2 separate regions of the Rattus norvegicus genome follow, and region 2 is linked to region 1. The links are chromatin contacts, called in public Hi-C maps. All regions are on one chromosome and are shown on one strand. The core of a region is the stretch at or near the end of the contact, and the rest is flanking DNA. Distances in the headings are between cores, read along the strand shown.

Evidence for each region. A called contact is a pair of places that touch in the nucleus more often than the background predicts.
Region 2: a contact with region 1 is called in a Hi-C map of hepatocytes, with 2.3 times the contacts expected there. The contact joins the enhancer-like site here to the promoter of Gnpda1 in region 1. A contact is called at or near these places in 3 of 12 Hi-C or Micro-C datasets (frontal cortex, hepatocytes and mammary epithelial cells).

The regions. Positions count from the first base shown.
Region 1 is chr18:30,425,599-30,431,761 of GRCr8, reverse strand. Gnpda1 (glucosamine-6-phosphate deaminase 1) reads left to right here and starts at 3,132. Exons shown (of 7, transcript NM_001134995.1): 1 at 3,132-3,174; 2 at 3,835-3,964. The coding sequence starts at 3,841.
Region 2 is chr18:30,946,716-30,953,147 of GRCr8, reverse strand. All of the region lies in intron 2 of Fgf1 (fibroblast growth factor 1), which reads left to right. It also overlaps a transcript of Arhgap26 not described here. Among named protein-coding and RNA genes, the nearest start is that of Fgf1, 11 kb to the left of the region's middle. Within about 2 kb of position 2,132, at least 23 of the 93 cell types and tissues checked have an H3K27ac peak or open chromatin away from gene starts, as enhancers often do. A contact at or near this core is called in hepatocytes, where this site is marked.

The DNA of each region.
Region 1 (6,163 bases), core at 1,883-4,382:
ATATAATAAATAAATAAAATCTTTAAAAAGGGAGAGGCTGTTTGCCTCCTCCTCACTCTCTTACTCTCCCTGTCCCTTCTCTCCTCATTCCCCTTCCCCCTCTCCACATGTTCCTGGCCAGCTCTCTCTCTCTCTCTCTCTCTCTCTCTCTCTCTCTCTCTCTCTCTTCCTTCAACTTCCATTCCCTAAATAAACTCTATTCCATACTATATCTGTCATATGGCTGGTACCTCAGGGGGAAAGCATGTCTCAGCAACCCCTTCCACCTCACTGAGCCTCTACCAAACATCCTGGTTCGTTTTTTTGTTCTTTCTTTTTTATAAAACACAATATTAACACCTTTAGTGAGGTCAAAGAACAAGTCCCTCAGACTGTAAAGGTCTACTCCATGGACTCTACCACCTCTGGTCTTAGCAACAAAGCTCCCCTTGATCAAGACAGCCATGCATACATATAGCCAGAGGAAGAGAGAGATGAGCCCCTAGGTCTGTCCATTAAATATGGCCACTGGATAAACTGACCACATGACCACTCCATGGAATGAATAAGGGGAAGGTTTTTATCGTAGATATGAGAGAACAGCCAGAGGCATCTGGAAGATTCTAGAGCAGAGAGAGAAAGAAATAGACTGAACATGGTGAAGGCTCTCAGTGAGAGAAGGGCAAATAGCAAGGGAGAGACGATAGGGAAAATGTGAGAATAGAGGGTTTTAAGGAGAATGAGTGATTGGCGATGGGATGGGGAAGCCTGTAGTAAGCTGAAGGTGGTTTAGGGTAGGGAGGAGGTGAGAAGGGATGCTAGCATGACCTTTGAAATGTGTAACAGATGTTTTATGATACCAGCCTGGGGTTTGGAATACTGATAAGCCAGCCCCAGGTAGCCACATCTCCCTCGGCCAGAGGTAAAGGTGTAACTCCTTTTGGCAGACGGGAACCAGTTGCACAATTTCCTGAAGAATGTTGGCTTTTATTTAACCATCGGAGACCTCCTCTAGTCCGGTTCAGTTCCTTTCTATATATTGGCACTGCCTTTTGGAGTTTGGGGGATTGGAGTCTCCTTTGGACCCAAACAGTCACCTTGTTGTTTGAGGAAGGAAATGCCACCAGGAGCTAGGATGACACTCCTTCAGACTGCTGCTGATGCAGAGCTAAATGGATCTAGGGAATCTCTTCCCTATTATGAAGAGCTTACCATGGCCTAGAATGTTCCAGACTGTGAGGCCGCAGATAAGTATGTGCATGTATAAATATTAACAATCACACCTGACTCTTGAAAGGGATCACTTGATACCATTGTTTTTAAGTTTGTAAAATATTTTATATTGTGATGTTCTTATTAATGTGTGACCTTGGGAATGAAAGGAAAAAGCAAAGGGTGCAGTTCAACAGGGATATGTTTGTGTATCAAGTTGATAAGGGGTCAGCTGTGCCTGACAGTTTTATGTCAGCTCGACACAATCTATAGTCATCTGAGAAGAGGGAACTTCAGCTGAGGAAATCCCTCCATAAGACCAGGCTGCACAAAAGCCTGGAGAGCATCTTCTTAATTAGATGAGGGAGGACCCAGCCCATTGTGGGTAGAACCACACCTGGGCTTGCGGTCCTGGGTTCTATAAGAACACAGGCTGAGCAAGCACAGAGAACAAGCCAGTAAGCAGCGCAGGCGTGCACATACATACACTCTCACGGCCTTTGCATCGGCTCCTGCCTCCAGGTTCCTGCCCTGTTTGAGTTCTCATCCTGACTTCCTCCAATGACAAACAGTAAGTATAAGCCAAAAACCCCTTTTCTCCTCAAGTTGCTTTTGGTTATGTTTCATCACTGCAATATGAACCCTAACTAAGACACATGGGTACCAAAGCTCTTGGCAAAGCCCAATATAATAGAAGGGCTGACCACATAAGTTCTTCTCCCTGACTTAAGCATGGGCATTTCCTAAATGCCCTCAGAGTTTGAGATACCCCAAGGTAGACAACTGGAGAGGTGGCTTGGCAGTTAAGTGTTTGCTTCTCTTGTGGAGGATCTGAATTCAGTTCCTAGCACCCAAGTCAGGGAACTCCACAACTTTAGCACCTGGGGATTCAATGCCACTTTCTGGCCAACTTGGGCACCTCCATACATGAGACTTACACACAGAGAAACACGCACATACATTTAAGTCTTTTTAAAAGACTATGTCTTGTTTGGATACTACAAAGTGAAAACATAGACAGGAAGTAGGGTGGACCCAAGAATGACAAGGGCCTTCTTTTCTCTCCTTGTTCTGACTTCCGCTCTGGCTGGCTGACACCCAGTAATTTCTTTTTTCTTTTTTTTTTTTTTTTGTTGTTGTTGTTCTTTTTTTCGGAGCTGGGGACCGAACCCAGGGCCTTGTGCTTCCTAGGCAAGCTCTCTACCACTGAGCTAAATCCCCAACCCCGACACCCAGTAATTTCGACATAAGTAACCAACCTAACTTTCTGCAAGAGAACAGTAGATCCCTCCGAGAGACATCACAAACGAGATAATTAAGCAGTAGTTGCGCCTTTTGCCCAGCTTTGTGACTTGAGCATAGGGAGTCCCTTGACGGACTGCTGTCTTATCTCTGCTCTGACATACAATCAGGAGTCTGCACAACCATACTTTTTTTTTTTTTTTTTGGTTCTTTTTTTTCGGAGCTGGGGATCGAACCCAGGGCCTTGTGCTTCCTAGGCAAGCGCTCTACCACTGAGCTAAATCCCCAACCCCTTACAACCATACTTTTTTAAAGTCTCCTTTTCAAGGTCCGAATTCTGGAGGGAGGGGCTGGGGACCGAAATAGCCAGATTTAGCTACAGATTTAGCTGTGTTCAAGGCGCCAGTGCACACAGCCAGTGCTCAAACAATGCATCCTCTCGTAAGGCCTACACCCCGGCATCTTGTCCAGGGCTTAGTGCTACTGCTGTGTCAGTGTGCACCCCACGCCGGGCTGAGAGGGGCTGTGGCTGCACAGTCAGCAGTCCACTTTGCACTTTACATCTAAGTGACACACCCAGATCAGAAGGTCACACCTTGGGGCCTCAGGCAGAGCTGCCTGGCAGTAAAGGACGGCCCTGAGTCAGCTGGCAGTGCGCGCGCACCTCGTGACCTGTGACCACGTGACGTGCACGGCCCGGCTGCCAGTGCTGTCGCCGCTGCAGCTGCGGAAAGCCTACGAGTAAGTGGGAGCGACCCTTCGGGATTTCCGGACCCCCGGACCTGGGTCACTGGTGGCCCGAGGGGCGACGTGAGCGCAGTCTGGGTGGGGGACGCCAGGCTACGCGGACGACGGCGAGCCGTTAGCCCTCCCTGCGCAGGGTTACCTGTATCCCTCGGTGCTTTAGGGGAAACTAAGGACCCTGGGAGCAAGCTGGGAGGGCAGGAAGTACCCCGCCCCTCTCCATGCCTCGCCACCTTCTCCAAGTGCCCTACGGTGACTCCGCGGCACCTCTGGTACTCGAAGGGAGCTGGAGGCAGGGGACCTGCCCTAGGTGAGGATGTGGGCAGGAGCAGGCCCAGCTGTTGGTGACAGTGGCCCGCCGACTGTATGCTATGTAGTTCACGTGCTGTCGTGAAATCGAGGAGGCAGGTACTGACGAGTGCAATTTTACACTGGAAGGAACGGGCCAAGAAAATTCTGGTGTTTTGTAAGGTCCTCTCCAGACAAGGACTGACCCCTCAGTACCGCCTCCTGGTGGTTGGCGAAGACAAGCCGCCCAACCTGTTCACCTATGAGGGAGGAGAAGGCTGTTGCTTGGCTGAAAGGACTCTGTCCTCCTCCCCAGTCTTCTCTGTCCCTGCCCTCCCCTTAATTCAATTTGTTATGTCCACGCTGCAGGTCGAGATGAAGCTCATTATTCTGGAACACTATTCACAGGCCAGTGAGTGGGCGGCCAAGTATATTAGGAACCGCATCATCCAGTTTAACCCAGGACCTGACAAGTACTTCACCCTGGGGCTCCCCACCGGTATGCAGTGGGAAAGAGGGGGTGGTGGGTAGCGGGTTTCCAATTGGGGGAAAGTAAGCACATAACAGGTAATAACAAAGCAGGGTAATCACGGGTTGGGGATTTAGCTCAGTGGTTAGAGCGCTGGCCTAGGAAGCACAAGGCCCTGGGTTCGGTCCCCAGCTCCAAAAAAAAAAAAAAAAAAAAAAAAAGAACCAAAGCAAGGTAATCACAACTAAGACAATGGGCACGGGGTTCGTATAACCTTTTGAAACAAAGAAAGGGGTGCAAGATGGTAATAAATAACTTTTTGAAATAAAGGCACGATTGCCGTTCCTGGAACAGGCAGTAAAGAACCAGTCCTAGTTAAAGTTACAGGTGAGGCATAGCTCAGTCCTTGAAAAACAGAGGTTTAACCATAAACAGGAAGCAGAAGTTAAATCCTAACTCAGTCCCGTTCTCTACTGGTAGAGGGTACTAGCTGAGCCCTACTCATAGGAGAACTGAGAAGTTAATCATTCAAATACTTTTCTATAAAGCTTAGTTGATTATAAAGTCCAATTGTCTTCTGGAAAAGAGTCTGAATGTTACCTTTACAGGAAGATATTTTGATCCAGTGCCTTGGTGGTTTGTCCGACCCATCCACCGTAAAGAGGCCTTCAGACTTCTGCAGTAAATATTTCAGGTGTCACTATTACAGCTGCTCATTTTGCCACTGTAGGTAGGAAAACAGCCACTGGTGGATATATATGTGGATGCGTGTGGCTAGACGTTTAAAAACTTTCTTTGTAGACACTGAAGTTTGGGCTTACATAATTTTCATGTCGTGAAATATTCTTTTGATTAAAAAAATATTTAAAAACTTTAAAACCATTCTTGGGCTGGAGAGGTGATGGCTCAACAGTTAAAAGCACTGCCATTCTTGCAGAGGACCGGAGTTCAGGTCTAGCACCTAATGACAGTAGACCCCAGCCATCCCTAAGTCCAGCTTCAGGTGATGTAAAGCCCTCTTCTGGAATCTGCAGACACCTGCATTCACATGCGTAGTCTCACACATGAAAGAAAATTTTGTTCATTTGTTTGTTTGTTTGTTTTTGAGTCAAGGTCTCACTAGGGAGCCTTGGCTTGGAACTGGCTATCTAGACCAGACTGGATTCACACTCGGAAATCCACCTTGTCCCTCCCCAGTGCTACGATCAATGGTGTGCACTACCCCACCTGGCAAGGAAAGCTTTCTAGCTGCTGAGCCACCTCTCCAGTCCCACTCAGTAGATAAGTCTTCCAGTGCCTGCTGTACACCAAACAGTTACGGTTCTGGGGATATAGCAACAACATTTAAAAAAAAAAAAAAAGCAAAAATGCCTACTTCTTAAAACTTAAATTATAGTGGGAAAAACAGAGTAAGCAAGTTAATTAGCAAGATGTAGAGTATGTTAGAAGGCAACAGGAGAAAGTCTGGGGGGTGTACCTAGGCGGAGCCGTGTCAGATGTGGTGGCAGAGGTCTCTGAGAAAGAGGCACTGAGGGAGGCCTGAAGAAGTGACATGAAGGAAGAGCATGGCCTCTGAGAGGACAGTGGTGCAGAGGCCTTGAGGTAAAGCCCCTGACAGGCTGGAGCAGCCTCTGCAGGATTATATTTGTGAGGCAGAAGGATGACAGTCTCTGCTGGATGAGGGTAAGTTTGAAGGTTTCAGTTATTCAGAACTGGCACCCACAGTATAAACGTCCTTTGTCTTGATTTGCCAGTTAATATCTTGGCACATTTGCTCTTTCCTTTGTCTACCCTTGTAGTTTGTTGTTGGAATCACATGAAAGTAGGTTCTGGACAACCTGACACTTTAAGTCTTGCAGCCCTAACCTCCCAAGAATGAGAACATTTGTCCCGCATAACCACTATAGACCCAAGGACAGGTCTGCCACAGCATGTTGCAGCATCATCTAATACACAGTCTGTATTCAAAGCTTTCCCTAATAGTCTACGTGAATTGTGTTTGGGGCATTCGTGTTTATTTCCTTCTTGTCTCTACACCTGGCGAGGAACTATTCCTGCGTCTTAAGCCCCACTCCACCACCACACCCCCCCATCTTGGAAGGTTAATTTTAAATTAACCCACTCTCCAGTCAGCGTTCGTGTATCTATGTTCTTTTTGGCCCCATCACTAAGCCGTACGCACAGTTCAGCTCGTCAGTCTTACTCTCTGTGGTCTTCCTGCCTTTTGTG
Region 2 (6,432 bases), core at 883-3,382, 520 kb before region 1:
ACAGCGGTGGCTGCCGATTCTGGAATCCGTGGAGATGCAGTTCATGAAAAGGCTGCTTTTGACAGCAGAATGCTGCTCCCGAGAGATAAGTAGCTAAGTGTCCACTTTTGACACAGAGTGTGTGAGAGATGCCATAGACCAGGGTGTCTCTCCTTGTAGCTACACTTCTGCATTTACTCGTCCAGTTATTTACTGGGCGTCTCTCCTGCAGGGCCGCCTGAGTACAAGGACTCTGGCTCTTAATGCTCCACACTGCAGCTTTTGTGTCCAGCGTACCGACTGTCCCTTGGTTCAGTGCCCGGTGAGCATTGAATTTGATGAGCCACCGACTTGCATTGTTGGCAGAGAAATTTAAACCCAACAATATCTCAAGAAATGCCAGTCAAGCACTGACACACGCTAGGCCCTGCACAGGTCATTCCTAGCTAACAACAGCCCTCCGGGGTTGCTAGTCACCATTGTGCTGAAAACCCAAAAGCTAACAGGATGTGACCAGCCCCTCACAGGGACAGCATGTGGAAATTATTTCTCTGTCCTAATACTAACCTGCTCTTCCTGAGGATCCCACCACCCTGGTACTAACATTTTCACCCCACAAACTAATTACATTGGTGCACTTATCCTAGCGCGTGGTACAGACAAGCAAGGACAGGTTGATGTCTTCTGACTGTGTTTACCAGAGCTGGGCCACCTTGTGGCAGTTAGTTTTCCTCTCGGTGCCTCAGTTTCCTTGTCTTGAAGACAGGCATGCTAACAGTTATCTATGTCCCTGGAAAGTAGGGATGTGAGATGTGATGTTTCTGAGGGTGTCCAGCACACTGTTGGGCCCCTAAATGTTCAAAACGGTGACATTCCCCATGGTTGTCACTGTCTTCCTAAGACTGATAGCTGGCCATGAAATTAAATGTTAAGCTTGTTCACAGGATTTCCAGTGACTGTACACCCCAGCTTCTCTGGGACTGTGTCAGTTGGAACGCCTGCAACCTGCCGCAGAGCCACAGCCTGCCCATGCCATAGCCCATCAGGTTCTTCCCACTTGGCTTCCATGGCACAGAAGCCACCAATGTCAAGAGCTCTCTGCTTGTCTGCCAGAGTGTCCTCTCTGGCGAAGGCTTGCCAGGACTTACTCTTACTCAACAACTGGAACAGCAGCTGTACAGACAGCAAGGGCACACCACTCTTGAACATCCCTAAGCTCCAGCCTCCTCGTGGAGCCTACAGCCCTACAGCCTCCCCCAGCGCGTAGGAAAGAGACCGGGGGTAGGAGAGGGGGGATCCTCCACACTCTCGCCACACAGATGGAAATGTTCTTCAGCCGAGTGTGTGCCAATCAAATATTTATAAATCTAGCCACATCCTAAAGGCACCAGGGGAGTTTGCTGGTCCAAAGGATCTTACTGCATTGCCCTGGATACAAGCAGACCACACTCTAGTGAAATCCCTCCCTGCAGACTGTTTGGGGGGAGTCCAGACTTCCGTTGTCTGGTCTGATGGGAATCCACATTTAATGGCAAAGGCATCTTATTCCCCACCAGCTTGGCCTCCGAGTCAGAGCAGCCTTCCAAATAACCACATTGGGGAGGTCTGGGCCCTGATGCTGTAGCCAGAGAGAGGGGCGGGCCTACAGGAAGGAATGTCCCCCCAACAGGGTACACCAGCCTGCCACATGTGGTACATCAGCCTCCCAGGTCCCTGAGTCTAACCCAAGACCCCTTATTTGATTACAGGGGAATTCTTCTAGAGAAGCTACATTATACATATGAATGAACACACACGCAAATGTGTTAGTCAATCTCTGGGCTAAATAAAAAAATTCACTGACTTTTTTCCAGATGTTAAAAGACAAGACACCTTCACAAATGTTAGCACAAACTCTTTTCCATATGTATGTACACACACACACACACACACACACACACACACACACACACACACACACTGAAAACCACTGGAATTTTCCCCCCTCCAGTCCATTTTTCCTCTTGTCTGTCTTTTAATGTTTTGCAAAGCCTGGCTTGTGGTTACACTTTAATTATAAACTCCACTGACATAAAACAACCTGGCTGAGTTCTGAATGAGGCTGACCTCACTCTGAGTAAACACAACCAAGGACGGGAAGTCTCCAACCCAGAATAAACTGGGCACGTAATCTCTGTGGCCTCTCCCCAGGCAGGAGGCAGAAAGGGCAGGCCATGCCACACAGGAGTGAGGCCCTCCTTTCTGGCTTCCAAGATACCAGCTGTCGCCTTAGCAGTAAAGATCCCTAGCGCAGGACAGGAGTAGATAGGGGTGTGGCCCCTGAGCTCACCACTCTTGGCACTAGCTACCTTGGATTCTTTTCCCTTCTTTCTGCTCTTAGAAAGTAAGGGATCATGTACCTCTCTATGAACAAGCTTTGGTTACGGCTGCGTGGAAGCTAATGGTCACATACAAGAAAACGGACGCAGCTATGCCTTAGATATACAGCACTAGGACCCAGGTGGAGGCTAGTGGAGCCTCTGGAAAGCGCTGGGCTCCTCTTCAGAAGGAGCTGTAAGTACCCAGAGACCACAGGGTGTTGAACACTGAGTGTAAAACAGGAGTGCAAGCCACCAAGGTGATCTCGTACATTTCAGGCTGATACTTATGTTTTGTATTCTCAAACCAACACCTTTCAACATCTATGCTTAGCACAAACCAGGTCCTAGGTTCAATGCCCAGCACCAAAAACCAAAACCAGAATCAAAACAAAACACCTAAAGGTACAAGCCTGCATCTCCTCAGGAAACATAGGGCCACAGATCCACCAAACACTTGGAGACCGCACTTCATGGTTGCCATAACAGTACTTGGGAGACTGAGGCAGGAGAATCACTGCAACTGCCAGATTCAGCCTGGGCTACAGAGTAACACGTTGATAGTTTAAAAAAAAAAAATCTACCACATAAGCCTTTTCCAACTCTCTTCAAATCAATTTTTATAAGGCTCTGAATTTCTGAAGAAATTTCCTATTGACCACTAGGTTGTCTTTAGAAAGCTGTTTCCTGTTCTGCTAAATCAAGATTTGCCATCTCCATCTTGGAACTGAGCTAAAGGAAGTACTCAGTTAGCTGTGCACTTTGTTTTTCAATAATAAGCACCTTGAAATGGCCAGGCCTGCTGCCTTTCCTGCGTACACCCAGCAGGTCTCTCCCCAGTGAGGACACCATTCACCTGGTGGCGGGTGTTGACCACAGAGAATGTAGGCTCCTGTGACTCCCCATCTCATCCGCATCCCACCCCTGGTACTTCTGGGTCCTAAGGGTGCTTGTATCTTATGGATTCCCTGTACTCAAGCCTGAGATGGGTCACAGATCACTTCAGACATCACCAGGAGCAAGAATTGAGTCTTTGGGCCAGCAAGGTAGCTTGGTAGGTAAAGTACTTGCTTGCAAGTCTAAAACCTGAATGTGGTTTGGTTTGGTTTTGTTTTGTTTTGTTTTGTTTTGTTTTGTTTTGAATAGAATCTGCGTAAAGCTTTTGGAAAGAGAGAACTGACTCCAGAAAGTTGTCTTCTGACTTCTACACTTAAGTCACAGCATGCACACCCCCTTCAATACACACTTCATACACACACAATAAAGGACAAAGGAAGCTGGAGAGATGGCTCAGTGGTTAAGAGCACTGGCTGCTCTTCCAGAGGACCTGAGTTCAATTCCCAGCAACCACATGGTGGCTCACAACTACGCCCCCTTCTGGTGTGTCTCAAGACAGAGACAGCAACGGTGTACAGTGTACTCACCTAAAATAAAATCTTTGTTCAAAGAAAAGGGCAAAAGGTAGGAAGGAAGAAAGGAAGGAAGGAAGGAGGGAGGGAGGGAGGGAGGGAAGGAAAGAAGAAAGAAAGAAAGGAGGGAAGGAAGGAAGGAAGAAAGAAAGAAAGAAAGAAAGAAAGAAAGAAAGAAAGAAAGAAAGAAAGAAAGAAAGGAAGAAAGAGTGAATCTTTGATAGCTCTGGGAGTCTGTCCATTCACTAAAAACAGACCTTTAAAACATTTCCACCCCTGAGAGGCAGAACAATTGTGGGAGACAGTGAATCTTTGATAAATAGCTCATGTGTATGCAGTCACAACACAAAAACATGCACTAGATACAGACCAAAGACCAGCAAATGCAATCAACCCAGGACCCAGAGGTGGCTGCAAAACTAATTTTATAGAACTAGAGGGAACATGGGGATGAATAAGACACACGCATACACACACACACACACACACACACACACACACACACACACACACACACATATACACACGCACATCCCTGCTATGGATCCCCAGTCTCCTGTCCACCTTTTCAGCCTTTCCGGGGCAGTTGTAGACACACCCAGCTGGCATCTGGTGAATTTTACACTTTGCAGTAGTTCATGCTTCTTAGGAAATTGTCGTCAGGGATTTCTTATTTCCTCTCTTCACTGGACGTTATCTCCAGCTTCTCTCTACGACCACAAAGGTGGGAGAGATGGCAGAAGAGGGACAGAGTCACAGGGCTGGGGAGGGCCAGTGACATTAACTGTCCTTTGTACACGTGTATCTGCTCTTGTTATTAAGCTGCTGAGTCATGGGGTTTGTGTGTCTGTCTCCTGAGTCCTGTAAAGCAGGGAGTGTGCCTGGCACTGTGCACATGGGGGGGGTTGATCTTTGTCCCCATTCCGCTGCTCCAGGAGGAAGGGATGTGCTCTGTGGCCCGTCCCTGCAGCTTTCTGAGGTCACACTTCCTCCTCCCTTGATGGTCCCCAGCAGCCAGCAGCTGGGAGGGTGTGGGTCTGCAGGACTGGAATGGAGTTCCCTCCAAAGGGTTTGGATGCCCAGTCACCGAAGGGAGACCGTGGGCTGAGTGTATGCCTTCCTGCCAGCCCCGTTCACAGAAATGAATGTGCAGGAAACTCAGCCAGAAAGAAACCCAGTGAAAATGAGCTATGAAACTTGGACATCCTGGAGAAATAATATTTCTAGAGGAAACTCCTGAGCCGACTCTCTCCAGCAGACCATCCCTGGCTGAGGGCCGAGGTCATGTGGTAAGCAGGCCCCCAGCTCTTGTTTCTCGTTTTTCCTCCTTCAGACCTTTCCGAGGCCATGATGGGATTTCACAGAAAGAAAGAACTTACCCTCACTTAGCCCTGCAGCAAGAGGCAGAACTAGGAAATTAAATGCTGTACAAACAAACAAACAAACAAACAAACAAAACGGTTCTCACTGCGTATGGAGACACAAGCCTGTAAATCTAGTACTTGGGCAATAGAGGCAAGAAAATTGACAGTTCAAGGCCATCCTTGGCTCTGTAGCAAGTTGGAGGCCTAGCCTGAGCTACATGAAACCCTATCTCAAAAAGAACAATAACAAAACAAAAACAACAACAAAAACCCCTCCTAATCTACTGTGGGTCACTGGGTTTGCAAAACAGTGCCTTTCACCCGGCTGAGCCATCTTATTGGCCTAACAATTTTTCTTCACAAAGTTGTACAAACATCTCTACTATTTTTGATTTTCAAAAAAGAATCTCCAAGGCTTCTTAACCTCTTCTACCTCCCCTGTCCAAGTCTTGGGCTCCACTAATCATTTTACTATACCTCTGGGTTTTCCTATTGTAGGCTAGTTGAGGGCCTTATGCCTCACATCCTGGCCCCATTAACTCCAGAGAATGTGCTGGAAATGCAACTCAAAGACCACAGCTTGTTGAGGATGTCTTGGCAGAACCATCTCTGTCAACATTAGCCTGGTGATATTCACTCAACAGAGACCAACTGGACACTGTGTGTGGTACAGTGCGATAGGAACCTAAGGGGTCAAGACAAGCAGATAAAATTCCTTCCCGTCCTTTCTTTCTGCTTCCCAGATAAAGCTCTAGGTAATGAGACAATTGCATGATGCGTGCACACTAGGAGGCATGGGGACCACAGTGCCCACTGCAGAGAGTCACAGCCCCTTGAGTGGCTTCTCTGCGAAAATATTTAGGCAGAGGCCTGAAGGAGAAGGAGGAGAGCCAGCCTTGCAAACATCTGGAGGAAGAAGGTGCCAGACAGAGATAGGATGTGCAAGGATGCTTAGGTACAGAAGAGTTTGGTGAGGGCTGGGAGACAGCACAGTCAGGAAAATACTGCTGTGCCAGGACGAGGACACAGGATCAGCTGCCCGAACACACGTGGAAATGCTGAGTGTCATGACGTACGCTCGTAATCCCGGTGGGGAGGAATAGAGCAGCAGGCAGGCCTCTGGGCTCACTGGCCACAGCCCAACCTAATCAGAGAGTTCCAGACCAAATGAGAGACCATCTCAAAAGACAAGGTGGCTAGATCCTGAGGGACAACATCCATGATTGTTCTTATCTTCACACTCACATAGGTATGCAAGCGCGTGCGCGCACACACACACACACACACACACACACACACACACAAACAAACTTAAAGTTTCAT